Linked DNA regions of Mus musculus: region 1 is linked to region 2. The links are chromatin contacts, called in public HiChIP or PLAC-seq maps. All regions are on one chromosome and are shown on one strand. The core of a region is the stretch at or near the end of the contact, and the rest is flanking DNA. Distances in the headings are between cores, read along the strand shown.

Region 1 (6,401 bases), core at 3,236-5,735, 46 kb before region 2:
CCATTCAGGCTTGGGGCGGCGGGGGGGGGAGGGGGAATCCACATCACCTGTGGCACACAGTAAACACTTGGCCAATAATGTTCATCATTTATCTGGGTCAGTATTCTGTCAGTAAGGATGAGGATGATGATGACAGGAGAAGAGAACGGATAACTGTCTCCTTAACAGTTCAGTGTCCTCCTCCCCTCCGGGGAGCTAAAGCCACCTTTAGCATGTGTGATAGATTTCAGTTGCCTTGAAACTCCAAATGACATATGAACTGTGCCCATAGCTCCTCACATCCCTCAATGGGACCCCAAGGTTCTCTCCCATCACTATCTCTGAGGGTCAGTAACATGGATCACCAAAGACCAAAAGGGCCAAGGCATGAGAGGGAGGACACCTCCTGCCTCCAGCCCCCATCCACCCCAGAATGGGGTTGCTGGTTACTCTAGTCTTTAACGTGAGTCTATCTCCTCCCTAGGTCCCTCAAGGGAAAGGATTCCTCCAAAAGATCAGACATGGCGTGTATGCCTCCAATTCCAGCACTCAAAAGGCAGAGGGAAGAAGATTTCAAATTTGAGACCAACCTGGACCACACAGTAAAATCCTGATTCAAAATATCAAATGAGAGAAGGAGTCCAGCCCCAGGGTTCTCGGGGGAGCCCTTTCCTGGCCCCTCCTTGGGCTACCGGTCTCTTCTGCCACTGGCCAACTTCACTGGAGGTCCAGGACTCCAGCTTTAAGCCCAATGCACCATGTCTGAATCGTCACATGCCCCATACATACTGCCCTTGCTTGGCCCCCTCTCAACTAGTGTTGTCCGTGTTCAATCTTGTCCAGTCCCCTGCCTCACCTTCAGCTTGTGGATGTAGAATCCTGTTGATTCCACTTCTTACACAACCACTTCCTCTCTCCAGGCCCACTTATCTAATGTGACCACCATTCAACCTCCTAATCTCATCTCCCCACTATGCTGGTAGAATGTTCTTTTCCTTTAGCAAGTCCTTCCTGAAGCTCCCTGAACGAAAGTCTTAGCCTTACCAGGTTGCCCATACCTGGGTTCTGCCTCTTGTCTACACGATAGCCTCTTCGTGAGCTACCAATGTCCCAACAGCTGGCTGAAACCAGTCCCTTACCCAGGAAAACGTCTCCTCATTCATTTGCCACCATCAGCAACTCTGGAAACCTCTCTGCCACCCACACTGGACAGAGCTGCCTCTTCAGCATCCCAGGGTTCTTTGCAAACCCTCTGAACACATAACACTTAAAATAAAACTAGTCACAATAAAGACTGTCGTGGTTTGAAACTGAAATAGACCATACCACACCCCAACTCATATTTGAGAAGTGCAGTGCTAACTTGGCAGGTCTGGGACCTCTGGGAAGTGTGAGAAGTAGGGCAGTAGGTCACTGAGAATGGGCCTTCAGACATTGTATCCTGGTCTCTCCCTCTCTGCTTCCTGAGCCACCGTGATTTCAATGGCCTTTAGCACACACTCCCACAGCCACAAGTACCACATCTTTCCTACATACTGAGCTTAATCCTCTGGAACCTTGAACCAAAACAATGTTTCTTCTCTTAGGTTGTTTCTGTCCAGTACTGTCACAGGGACCCCAAACCAACTAGTGCAAGAGTTCTAACCAGTGCTAGCCCCTGTCCTTGGGATGACACCAAAACTGGAACTATTCTATGACTCCCCCCTAAGGCCACCGAGCCAGAAAGGACAGTATGCTCTCCCAGATCCAGACAACCGCAGAGCCTGGCAGTCACACTGTCGGAGGAATAAGTAAGGCCACCAGCCACCTCACTTCCTGATCGACCTGTGCTGTTCTCTCTGGGCCTTTGCTCCTTGAGGACAGACAGGGTTCTGTCTGGCTCAAGTCAGTCCCCTGGACTCCACATGACACTGAACACACAGGCAGTCAGTGAAGCAGCAGTAATCTTTCTAGAAACTGTATTTTCTCTGCCTGCAAATAGTGTAGCCCTGATCTCAAGCTCTGTCTAATTCAGTCACCGACTTGATTCTCCAGGCTCTAAGACAACCCAGCTATGCCCAGCCGTTGGGCGTCAGTGCTGGTTGTTTTGGGGTTTGTATGAACAGTAGGAAAACTCTGGGTGGGGTTGGAGATCACAGCCCTTACTGACATACTGTCTCAGAGCCCACACCATCAGTTCTGCTTATAAACGCACACAGCTCCCATTGGTGTGGTGTGGTGCAGACCTAGAATAGCAGCGCTCAGGGTATGGGGGAGAAGTTGTCCTGAGACAGGAAGATCTCAAATGCTATTGGCTAGCCTGGGTTACACAGTGAGATCCTGTCCCAAGACAGTAAAACAAACATCAAGAACCCTGGATATGTTGGCTAGTTTTGTATCTACTTGACACAAACTTGTCAGCTGGGAAGAGAGAACCTCACTGGAGAAAATGCTGCTAGGCCTAGACTGGCCTATGGGCAAGCTTGTGGGGCAGTTTCTTGATTGATGATTGTTGTAAGAGGGCCCAGCCCACTGTGGGCAGTACCATCCCCTGGGCTGGTGGTCCTGGGTTCTATAAGAAGGCAGGCTGAACAAGCCATGATAAGCAAACCAGTAAGCAGCATTCTTCCATGGCCTCTGCATCAACTCCTGCCTCTAGGATCCTGTCCTGATTTCCCCAACCCCACCCCACTGATAGACTGCAAGGTAGAACTATAAGTAAAATAAACACTTTCCCCACCAAGTTGCTTTTGTTCATGGTATTTTATGACAGCAAGAGAAACCCTAGGACACCAGCTCTGTACCAGTTCTCCAGACCTGGGTACCATCCATTTAGACCTGGGTACCATCTGTTTAGACCTAGGCACCATCCGTTTAGACCTGGGTACCATCCGTTTAGACCTGGGTACCATCCGTTTAGACCTGGGTACCATCCGTTTAGACTGGTCCTCAGAGGGTGCCCTGAGGGCTACTCATGGGAAATCAGTTAGGACCCTTCTTAGTCCCTGACCAGGCCAAGCATGGCTCACAGCTATACAGTTCTTGGATCCCCAAAGCTTGGGATTCTTGAAGGTGGGCACTGGTAGACATGATAACAGAGCCATTAAACTCTAGATGACACAGATGGGTTCCCAAGGCTGACAACACAGACTGCAGAAACCCACTGGCTCCCAGCACCTTAAAGTTACTTTCCCACTCCTCTGTTACTCCAAGTGGGACTTCCTTCTGCATTTGTGCTGGCAATACAAACAAGCAGGGTGAGGGTTGACCCTGACTTTGCCATTCTGAAACTGGGGCTTCCCATCCTGACCCTAGAGTGGCTCCCCTGCCGCCAGGAGGGAGCTGCCCCATCCAGCAGCCCTTACTTGCTGTCTGTTTTTATTCTGGCTCACAGATGAGCCCAAGCCTTTCCCCACCCTCCAGCTCGTCACCCATCTATGCCCCTCTATGTATGACATCACCTTACTGAGTCCCCAGTCCTAACGGACATTGGTTAGAGCAAGGAAGACAGTGTCTTCCTTCAGTGTTGGTGGTGTAGATTTTAGAAAAAGAATGCCCCTGACTCAACTCACACTGAAATCCAGACACTTCTTTCCTGCCCCAGGTTGTGTTGTTTTGTTTTGTGGCTAAAGATTGACATCTGTGAGGCAGACAGGACTACACTGGTCCTGTGTCACAGACACCTGTTGAAAGGATACATTATACATTCAGGGTAGAAAATCTGGACACAGCCCACCAGGAACAGCTGGTATTTCAGCTTCAACCAACGGGAAAACAGGAAAAGAGTTGGCAGCCCAACACTGTTGGGGCCGAGACAGAAAAGGTAGCCTGCAAGGCTGCAGGTGCTGGCAGAGAACTGTAGTAAACCTACCTGCCCTCTACTGAAAGCGAGTATCTGCCACCATGGTACCATCTCCACAGGGCTGACTTCTTCCCAAGCGCTTCTATAAACGGTCATGTTAGCCAATCTACCAGTGTTGGATGATGAAAGAAAGAACATGAGCTATTGTTTTATAATAATCCAACATGTGGCAGGGAGGAAACTCAGAGCAGGCCTGGCTGCAACCCATCCCCACATCAGAGGCAACTGGCAGACCCTGCTACCTCAGGCTTCCCTAGGTTCTGGCCCACAAGCAGGCACCTGACCCAAGACAGAAAGGATCCTGAGCCTTCGGTAATGTGAGCATGGCCTGGATGCTGCTTCTAGAAGAGAGAGGGAAGGAGCCACATCAGAAGCCTGCCATAAACCATTGAGACCACAGACCAGTCATCAAAATGGAGCACAAAGAAAAATCACCCAAATGGCTTTCCTAGGAGGGCTCATGAGCAAGACCTCACTATCTTATGTGAAGTACCTTACAAACACACATTGGTTGTTCACAGTTCCAGAGGTGAGAATTCCAAGAGAAGTTTCCAGTGGACTCCATGTCTGGCAAAATCCACCCCTCCCTTGTAGATACTGTCTTCGTGCTGGCTCCTCACAAGCCGAAAGGCAGCAAGGGCTCCCAGGCCTCTTTCAATAGGACCCTAATCCTATCTTGATGACTCTGCCCTAACAATGTTATCCACTCCCTGAAGCCTCAGCTGCTAACAGGAGCGTGGTTTAGGTTTCTCTATGAATCTGGAAGGACATGAGCATTGGGGCCACAGAGCTCATGTCACACACGTAACATGACATTCGGAAATGCTGAGAGCTCCAGGAATGTTAGGTGTCACTGTAGAGGACACTGTTTCCATTGAGTTGACTTGACAGAAGCAAATCTGGAGGCACCAGCATGCCAGCTGCTTGTGACCAGGATGGCCTGAAGGCTCAACATATCTGGAATCCAGAGGGACTATTAAGAACACTCCTCGGCACTTCCAAACTTAATGGGCCTTGACAACAACCCAGCATTCTTAACTGTCTGATGGTGACCAATGCCTGGTAAACTTAAAGGTGGAAGAGTGTGCTCAGCCATAGACCATCCTTGGAAATGAATCCCAACAAGGCCTCCATATGTGTACTCATTCACATGTTATCAGACACCTACTATGTGTGGCAGAGCACATTCCCTATCCAAAGAGGGCATACTTCAGGGTTTGCCAAAATCTGCTGCCTGGCCAGCCCAAGAAGGCTGCCCTTCTCCTCCTGAGAGCTACATCTCAAACCTTCATTTACTTACGTGGCTGAGCTTTTCAGAATAAATTATGGTCATCATCAATCACAAACCTAACTTAGCTCCATCTCTTCCCTGATCGCACACTGTCCTTACACCTAAGAGAGGCAACAGTTCCTTCATTCCAACTGAAGTCCAATCTCCCAAGCTTGAATAGAAAGGCATCTTTTAGCAGACCTGTTATGTCTTCTGGAGGATTGTACATCCCATTTGGTTCTGTGTTTGTTTGAATCTGACCTGGTCTCCATTCCTACTCACGATCTCTTTAAGACACCAGCCAGTTGTTCTGTGGGCTAGCCCACATCTAGGATTTATCTGATTGTCTCCTTCTGGTGTCATATAGCTTGTCCTTTGGCTCCCTGTATCTCCTCTGACAGTGTTCAGCCACCTTGTCATCCAGAGACCTCTGCAGCAGGAACTGATTCTGAGGGCCATCACTCCTGCTGGACTGACTGGAAAAGCAGAGCTGGCAGCCTTCTGGAAAGCCTTCTGGTCCTGCCTCGGCCTCTCCATCCCTCCATACAGCTCTGACCCTCACCTCTTTGGACAGCCTCCCCCTGCACACTATCTAAGATGGTGCCTCCATCCTCTGGACCCCAGCTTACTGTCTCTCTCCTTTGGCTCACACTACAGTCCATGTGTCTCTATCATTTTCTTCTCTGTTCTCCTGCCAACACTATAGACATCATCAGGACAGGACCCCTGTTGCCCTGGTCACTGCCACACCCCAGTGCCTAGAACGTGCCCCACACAGGAGGAACCTGAGGAACTCGGGTGAAGGAATGGATGGTGCCTGCAGCCCCTACTCCAATGGCAAGCACACAGCTGACCCCCAGCAAACATACTGTTTGAAATCAGCCCTGACCATCTTCCCAGGAACACAGGGCAAAATTCTGAAACTATACTTAACAGACATGGGATTGGCTTAGGTTGAGAAAGAGTCACTCTGTAGCTCAGGTTGGCCTTGAACTTGCCATCACCCTCCTGCTTCACTCTTCTGTGTGCTGGGATTACTCACATGACTTAAAACTATACCTCATGTTAAGCTGGGGATACCCATAGGTTAACAATGAAGCTCCTGCCTGTGGATCCTGCCCCCTAGTCTGCCTTATCTGCCTCAGTGAGAGAAGATATGCCCACTCCTGCAGTGATCTGATGTGCCAAGGTGGGCTGATACCCGGTAGGGTGCCCCCTTTTCAAGGAGAAGGGGAGGGGAGAGGTTGTATAGGAGGAGACTGAGAAGAGAGGGGGAGGCTGCAGTCCGAATGTGAAGTGAATAAATAAATA
Region 2 (7,026 bases), core at 2,023-4,522:
ACAACATTTTTTTTTTCTTTAAAAAACAGCCCAAGTTTGGTCAGTTGTTTTTCTAAAATATCAAAATCAAATTAAATAATCAGACACTTTAAAAACAGAAGTCACAGTTTATACATTTCTACCAAATGTTTAATTAGTACTTATTAGTGGCAGGTAGAAAAATGCATTACTTGTACACATACAATGGCCACAGCACTTGTAAATTTCATGTGTGTGTTTCCAGTCAGAAAAGGGGCCTGAGAGATAGCTCAGACAGTAACAGTGCTTGCCACTCAAGCATGGAGAACCAAGTCAAATCCCCAGAGCCCATGTAAAAGCTGGAAGGAAAGCAGATTCCACAAAGTTGTCCTCTAATGCCACATGAATCCCCTCCCTCAGAAATATAACACTAAAAAATAAATCTATAAAAGGAAGGTGTGTGAAGGCTGGCACTGCTCTCAGTACCAAGCCGTTCTCACTTAAACTGAAGCTGGGCCTCTGGTATCTTCAGCATAGGTCTGACCTTTGGACTAAACAATCAGAAACTCCCCACCAATCCCTCCCCCCCTCACTGACTAGCACTGTCACTCTATACAATATGCAAAGACAATAAATAAAAACATCCACAACTGCTAAGTGTAGGAAATGCTCTAAGTGTACTCAAGTTCACCCTTCTAAATACCAGGCTTATCTAAATAATTTTGGCTAAGTGATTTTCATTTTGAAAACATGAATAAAATTAAAACTCATACTTTGGCTGAACAGTGCCCTTAATCCCAGCACATGGGAGGCAGAGGCAGGCCAATCTCTGAGTTCGAGGCCAGACTGGCCTACAGAGTGAGTTCCAGGACCGCCAGGGCTACACAGAGAAACCCTGTCTTGGAAATCCAAACTAACTGCTCATGCTTTTCCTATTGTTCTTTAATAAGAAACCACAGCAAAAGGAGGCTGTAAAATGGTGCAGATCTTACTACGGTTCTTAGTTTCTAGAGTGGAACATTTTAAGTAAGGCACGCTAGAGCTATGTAACTTTTACTTTACCATGGGAGTACTGTTTAAAATGCGCCCTCCCCCCCAATAAGGGTCAGCTATCACTGGTAAATTTAAGTGACTTAAAAACAACAAACAAAAAAAACTATGCTTGTTTGTCATGTCCACTTTGTTTAGTTGTGGTAACTGGATAAATTTCTATTTCTGTTCCTTAATTAAATTTAAAAAGCTGTTATGTAGGGTAACTCAGCAATGGGCGAGAGTTTCTAAATCTGAGTCTAACTCTTTTCTCAGTTCTTTTATCAGAAGCTGGCCTGAGCAGCTGTTACCTACCAGTCTGTGACACTTGCATGACAATAAAACTATTCCTAGGACACCTCCTGCTACACAGTGAGTTACTATAAAATGTGAGTCCCTACCTGTTGAAATAAAGTAAGGAACAGACCTGGGTGGAGAGGGAGGGAAGGTGAGCTACCAAGTCCACGAAGCATACATAACAGTTGAACGTATTTTAATTAGGAGAGGAAAGACATCATTTTAAACCCTTCCTAACCTGAACACAATCACTGGATGGCCCTGAGTTCACTGTGTAGACCAAGCTAGTCTTGAGTTCCTACAGATCCACTAGTGCTAGGATTGTAAGTGTATGCCAGCACAACCCAGGCCAGCAATGTGTATTTTCAAATAAAGGAAATTTTTATAAAATTATCAGGAAAGTAAAGATCCACAATTATTCTTGCTCATGCCAGAGTTGAAATCTTAATAACTTCACCCTCAAATCGGGATACTATGATATTAAAGGGCTCTGGTGAAGTAGCCACTGGGTAAGCAACTAACCCAGCAGCAGACCCAGGGCTCTCTGGTGTGGAGCCTTCCAGGAGGTTAAGTGGAGCCCAGGCCCACCTCATTCCTGCCAGTCACAAAAATTACAAAAAGCAATTCTGAACAGTTAGGGCCTGGGCCATCCTACTGGTGACTACAACCTCCAGGCCCTTTTCCATAGGTTCTGAACACTTCTTAACAAATACTAGGAATTCAAAAGCACGTTTCAAGAACAAAGCTTGAAAACAACGACTGTTCCTGAAAGCCAGCTAGGGTTTGACTGATTCTACTTAAATAAAATCTGCCGTTTCTGAGTCTGTCCCTGCTGACTGCCCTCCACTCAGTGCCTGCAAAACCGACTTTCTACTCCTGAAACTACCTAGATGCGAGCAAAAAGTTATTCTAAAACAGTCTCACTGCTTTGCGAAACTTACAATTCAATTTTCAACTCTACTGATTTGCTACCATTCCGGCTAAAGCTAAGACAATTTATAGTTAAGAAAAATATGAACAATTCAGTACTTTCTCTCGACGCAATGGTCCTCTGAAGTGCCCAGTGTCAATGGTACAAAGTCTACGCGTCGGGACAGCTGGCTCCCCTCAGCACCGCCCCCCCTCTGCCCCGTCATAGGCGGTTAACACCAAGATGACTTGTAGATTTCTAATTTAAAAACCAGGAAGGCATTAAGTTTAATAAACATTTGGATCCAAAATCAATTCACTTGGGCACGGAAGAAAAGAGGGTGAAGAGAACTGTTTTAACGCAAAACCACCGGGAAACTCTCGAAACACAATATAGCAAGTTGGATGCAAACCCAGACACGGAACTCAAAAGTGAAGCAGCCTCCCTGCCAGCAACCGGAATCTTTAAAAAAAAAAAAAAGTCTCGCACGTTCTCAGCACCAGAGCCACCACAGCGAGCGCGCGCGCGCGCGCACACACACACACACACACACTCACACACACACACACACACCAGCTGTGACGGCAAAAGCTCCGGGCCCCTGCCGCCCGGACCCCGCCCCAGGTCGTGACAGTCGGGGTCTCCAGGCGGCCAGCGGGTGCTCCCCAACCTGCCCGGTCCGGCCTCCGCTGCCTTGGGCTCCCGCCTGGCCCAGCCCAGCACCGCCCCTCGCCCGCCGGAGCCCAACCCCGGGGAGCCTCCAGCTCGGCCCGGAACTCACCACAAGCAGGTCCACCAGGAGCTAACGCATCGGAGGGGTTTCCGCCCACCCCTCAAGCTATGCCCGCTCCATGCGGGGCGCCCCCGCCGCGGGGCCGACGGTAGCAGGGAGCTCGGCGAGGCCGGAGCTACGACTCCGGCGTCCTCTGCTTGCGAGTCGGGAACATTATACAATGGTGGAGGCGGCGGGCAGCCTGGAGGAAGCAGGAGGCGGGCGGAGTGGACGCCCGGGCCGAGAGAGGTACAGCTCGTGCTCCAGCACTCGCCGTGCGGGAGTGACGTCCGCCTGCGAGCCTCTGGCGAGCTCCGGCCAGGCCCCGTAGGCCCCACCCCCTGCCTGGCCGGGCCCCGCCCCACCAGCCCCGCCCCTGCAGTATAGGCCCCACCCTGCCCCTCCCACCTCCTACTATAGGTCCCGCCCACCCGTGCCTTCAGGTCCAGATCTCCGTAGGCCCCGCCTCCAGCCGGTCCGGACCCGCCTCAGCTTCGCAGGGCCCGCCCCGGGCCCGCCCAAGTGCCATAAATGCAGATTCCCTCAGGGTGAACTCTCAGGAAGCGGCGGACAGACACCAAGCTTATGCAGCCTCTTCTGTGGACTGAAAGCTAAATAGGAGAGGTAGAAATGGGAGCGCCCAAGCCGGACCGCCACTACTACCACTAATGGCCCCCACATACTGGAAAACAGACATGACAGAGTGGGTGATGACAAAGACGGCAGCGCTGGCACAGTCCGCAGAGGAGCGCGACCACAAATATGACAGGCATCCGAGCTATTTGGCCACTTGGGCCGGCTGGCGGGAGGATAGGGTCCACCAATGGCCCTCGGAGATATGGGAATGGGGGGAGGGGCCAAGGGCTCCGTGTGGAGCTGACGACAGAAGTTGAAATGAGTCACCAACTAGTACCTTTGGAGTCGGTCGGACATACCAGAGTTGCATCCTTTATGGAGACCATGCAGCCAACCAGAGGGAGACCACGCTTGGAGAACACAGGGAACTGGAGGCGTGGTCCTCTGCCCACAAGTTTCACGCTGATAGCCTTATCTTTCCCATTTAAAAAACAAAAAACAAAAAACCCCAAAACAACAAAAAATCCTTAATGTTTTTAACTACTCAAACTTAGCAAGGAGCTTTATATTGTCCTTAGTATTAGCATGTGCCTAAGTGGTTCGAATTTAAGAGAACTAAGAGGCCAGGGACAGCTCAACAGGAACATTTATCATTACCTTTAAAATGGCATATGCATTCTACATAAAGATATTACAAAAGAAATTCAGGCACTTTAAAATTTTGGCTGCCACTCCAATCAATAATTTCTCTTCAGACCACTTTGCTGTTTAATGGTCCATGACACTAGTTGTATTTAAGGACAATAAAGCTTTAAGACCTAACATAAAGGTCTTAAACATCAAGACAAATTTATTCCAACTCAAACTGTTCTGTAATGATTTGTTATCAATCGAGTTGATGATCCTATCAAAATTAAATATGAGCCATCACCAGTTGTAGGACCCCTACACTAGGTAGGAAGAGGCAGGCAGATCTCTCTTAGTTCAAGGTCAGCCTGGTCTACATAGGCAGTTGTAGGCCAGCCAGGACTAAATAGTGAGAATGTGTCTCTAATAATTATAATAATTATTATTATGATGTGTGCTAAACGGTAAAGGAGACAATGTCAGGTTTTATTAATTAGAGAAGTAAAAAGGTTTTTGTTGTTGTTGCTGTTTGTTTTTAGCAAATCCTTGGCATTATCAAAATCTCATATACATGTTTCATGAGGTATAACCAATATCAGCTAATTGTATATCTCTCTGGCAAGTCATTATAATAGCACAAAATGGCATCGCATAGAGTATGAGGTCTTGCTCAGTGGCATAAACTTTCACACATTTTGCTGGAGAGCCAAGATGGTTTTCATTTCTAGAGTTCTGCATTTGGAGACAGCACTAACCCCTCCTGGCTCTAATTACCCACTCACTTAGACTTTGAGTGCTCACTTTAAGAAACCGCCATTGAAATAGTAGCTACAATAATCTTCCTGTGATGTCTTTGTGGGAGGCCAGAGGTATTTAGTTCTGTTGAATTTAAAATGAATTGAAACTGTTATTCATGAATTGAAGTTTGCAAAAAGACACAGAATTTTATGACACTTGGATATTTTTTAACAAATGGCTACCCAAATACAGTGTTCCTGCACAAAAGGAAAGCCAAAATTAAAATAACATCTTAGTGTGTCAACAGAACGAACACATGTTGTCTGAAGTCTATGTTCTATGTATGCTTACCTAAAAGTCTGAGTTCTGAGGAAAGCAGCCCAGAGTTGCTTCTGGGGTGAGATATCGCACAGTTCTATTTTTGAAGACTTAGAGGCTTATCAGTGCATGAGTTACAATTTCACTTAACCAACTTCTAGAATCTGGTATATCTGACCAATTAGTCAAAGTGTGAAGTGGCAGCGTCAACAGCTGCCAGTGTGGTCCAACATCAGGTACTTCTGTCTCCCTGCTCCTTCTCGCCAGGCACAGCAATCTAGCCAATCCTGCCTAATCTGAGACGTTTAAAGATAAAGGAAGATCGCCCTGTACTTAAAAACAAAAACAAAAACTTTACGAGTAAGGGTGTATCTGGGAACCATGTGCATGCTCTGGTCCTATGGAGGCCAGAGAGGGTGCTAGATCCTCTGGAACAGGAGTTACAGAATACTGTGAGCGCCTGTGGTGGTGGGAACCAATCTGGGGTCCTCTACAAGTGCAGTAAGTATTCTTAACTGCGGTACCATCTCTTCAGGGCACCTTCCCTGAACTTTTGAGGTATACTCAAAGACTGAAGGCTTTTACTTTGAAACAGGCTCTCTTTTCATAGCTCCATCTGTCCTGGAACTATGTAGACCAAGTTGGCCTTCCCCTGCCCCCGCAACCCGCCCCGCCCCCGCCTCCCACCTCTGCAGGGAGTAAAGGTATACACAATCAGGCTGGGCCAGATTTTTTTTTTCTTTATAGAGAAAAATAATAGTTACTTCTACAGAATGATCAATAAATGCTAAGTGAACCTGTACATTTGGTTTATACATTTTAAAAGTCCATTTAAAATAATCTTAATCTTAGGGCTTCATCAAGAATTCAGAACTTCTCCATCACAAGTTAGTAGGTCACATTTAACTATCACGAACACATCAGTTTAGGGAGAAGAGAAGCATTTCTTTTCTTCAGCACAGAACTGTGACAGCAAATTTTGAAAATTCTGAAATCATGAGCTCATCCAGAGAGGTCTCCTCACACAGCTGAGTCCTGGATACCAGTTTACAGTCCCCACTTCTCCTTTGAAATGCTATGTATGACCTACAGACTAGTAGAGTAATGCACTAACCGAAGGGTGCTTTTAGCACTTAATTAGCATGGTCAGAGAAACACAAGGAACAAGTCAGATATATGAACCATGAAACAAAGATTATTTATTTATTTATTTATTTATTTATTTATTTGTATCTATGTATGAGGTTTTGTGTGTAGAGAGGACAGGACCCAGGGTGTGGGGCTCAACTACTGAGCTATACCCACAGTCTGAAAACAAAGACAAGCTTCAAAAACTTCAATTTTTCTTTCAACCTAATTCTAGTCTAGATTTGAAGCTGAAATATTAGCAATCATCTATAAAGTCAAAAAGGACAAATGTTTCAGTTATGAAACCACTGTATAGAAAAAAAAACTGGGCTAGATAGATTTTCATGGAAAATAGGAGATATCAGCTGTAGACTTACCCTAATACCAGAAAACTTGGGATAGATTTTTAAAGTCAAATTCTGGAATTCACATCCCTTCTGTGACCAGCAGGGATTGCTGTGGATGTGAAGGCCAGCAGATGGCTAATATAGTGAGTGATGGAGAGGAAAGCCTTCCTCGTGCTCAGTGACCAAATAAACTACTGTACTCCTGCAAGCTGTGCACTGCCCTCTGTGTCAGGCCTTTTCCCTGCTCCTCCTCCACAGCTCAGTTCACACAGGCAGAGCTACAGCCCTAAGATAGGGATCGTCTTCTGAAAGGTACCACACTGTTA

Evidence for each region. HiChIP or PLAC-seq counts read pairs in DNA pulled down with a chosen protein or histone mark.
Region 1: an H3K27ac HiChIP or PLAC-seq map of extraembryonic endoderm stem cells shows a contact between it and region 2. The contact joins the enhancer-like site here to the promoter of Sertad2 in region 2. A contact is called at or near these places in 1 of 39 promoter capture datasets (erythroid cells), 1 of 15 datasets of contacts at CTCF or cohesin (the NIH/3T3 cell line), 10 of 484 Hi-C or Micro-C datasets (the AML12 cell line, the HPC-5 cell line, the N1E-115 cell line and 7 more), 6 of 115 datasets of contacts at active chromatin or transcription factors (the HPC-7 cell line, embryonic stem cells, extraembryonic endoderm stem cells and 2 more) and 3 of 9 other capture datasets (adipose tissue, liver and pancreatic islet).

Annotation. Positions count from the first base shown.
Region 1 is chr11:20,676,400-20,682,800 of GRCm38.p6, reverse strand. No RefSeq gene overlaps it. Among named protein-coding and RNA genes, the nearest start is that of Sertad2, 48 kb to the right of the region's middle. Within about 2 kb of position 4,485, at least 3 of the 459 cell types and tissues checked have an H3K27ac peak or open chromatin away from gene starts, as enhancers often do. A contact at or near this core is called in extraembryonic endoderm stem cells, where this site is marked.
Region 2 is chr11:20,628,223-20,635,248 of GRCm38.p6, reverse strand. Sertad2 (SERTA domain containing 2) reads right to left here and starts at 3,272. Exons shown (of 2, transcript NM_001038625.1): 1 at 2,976-3,272.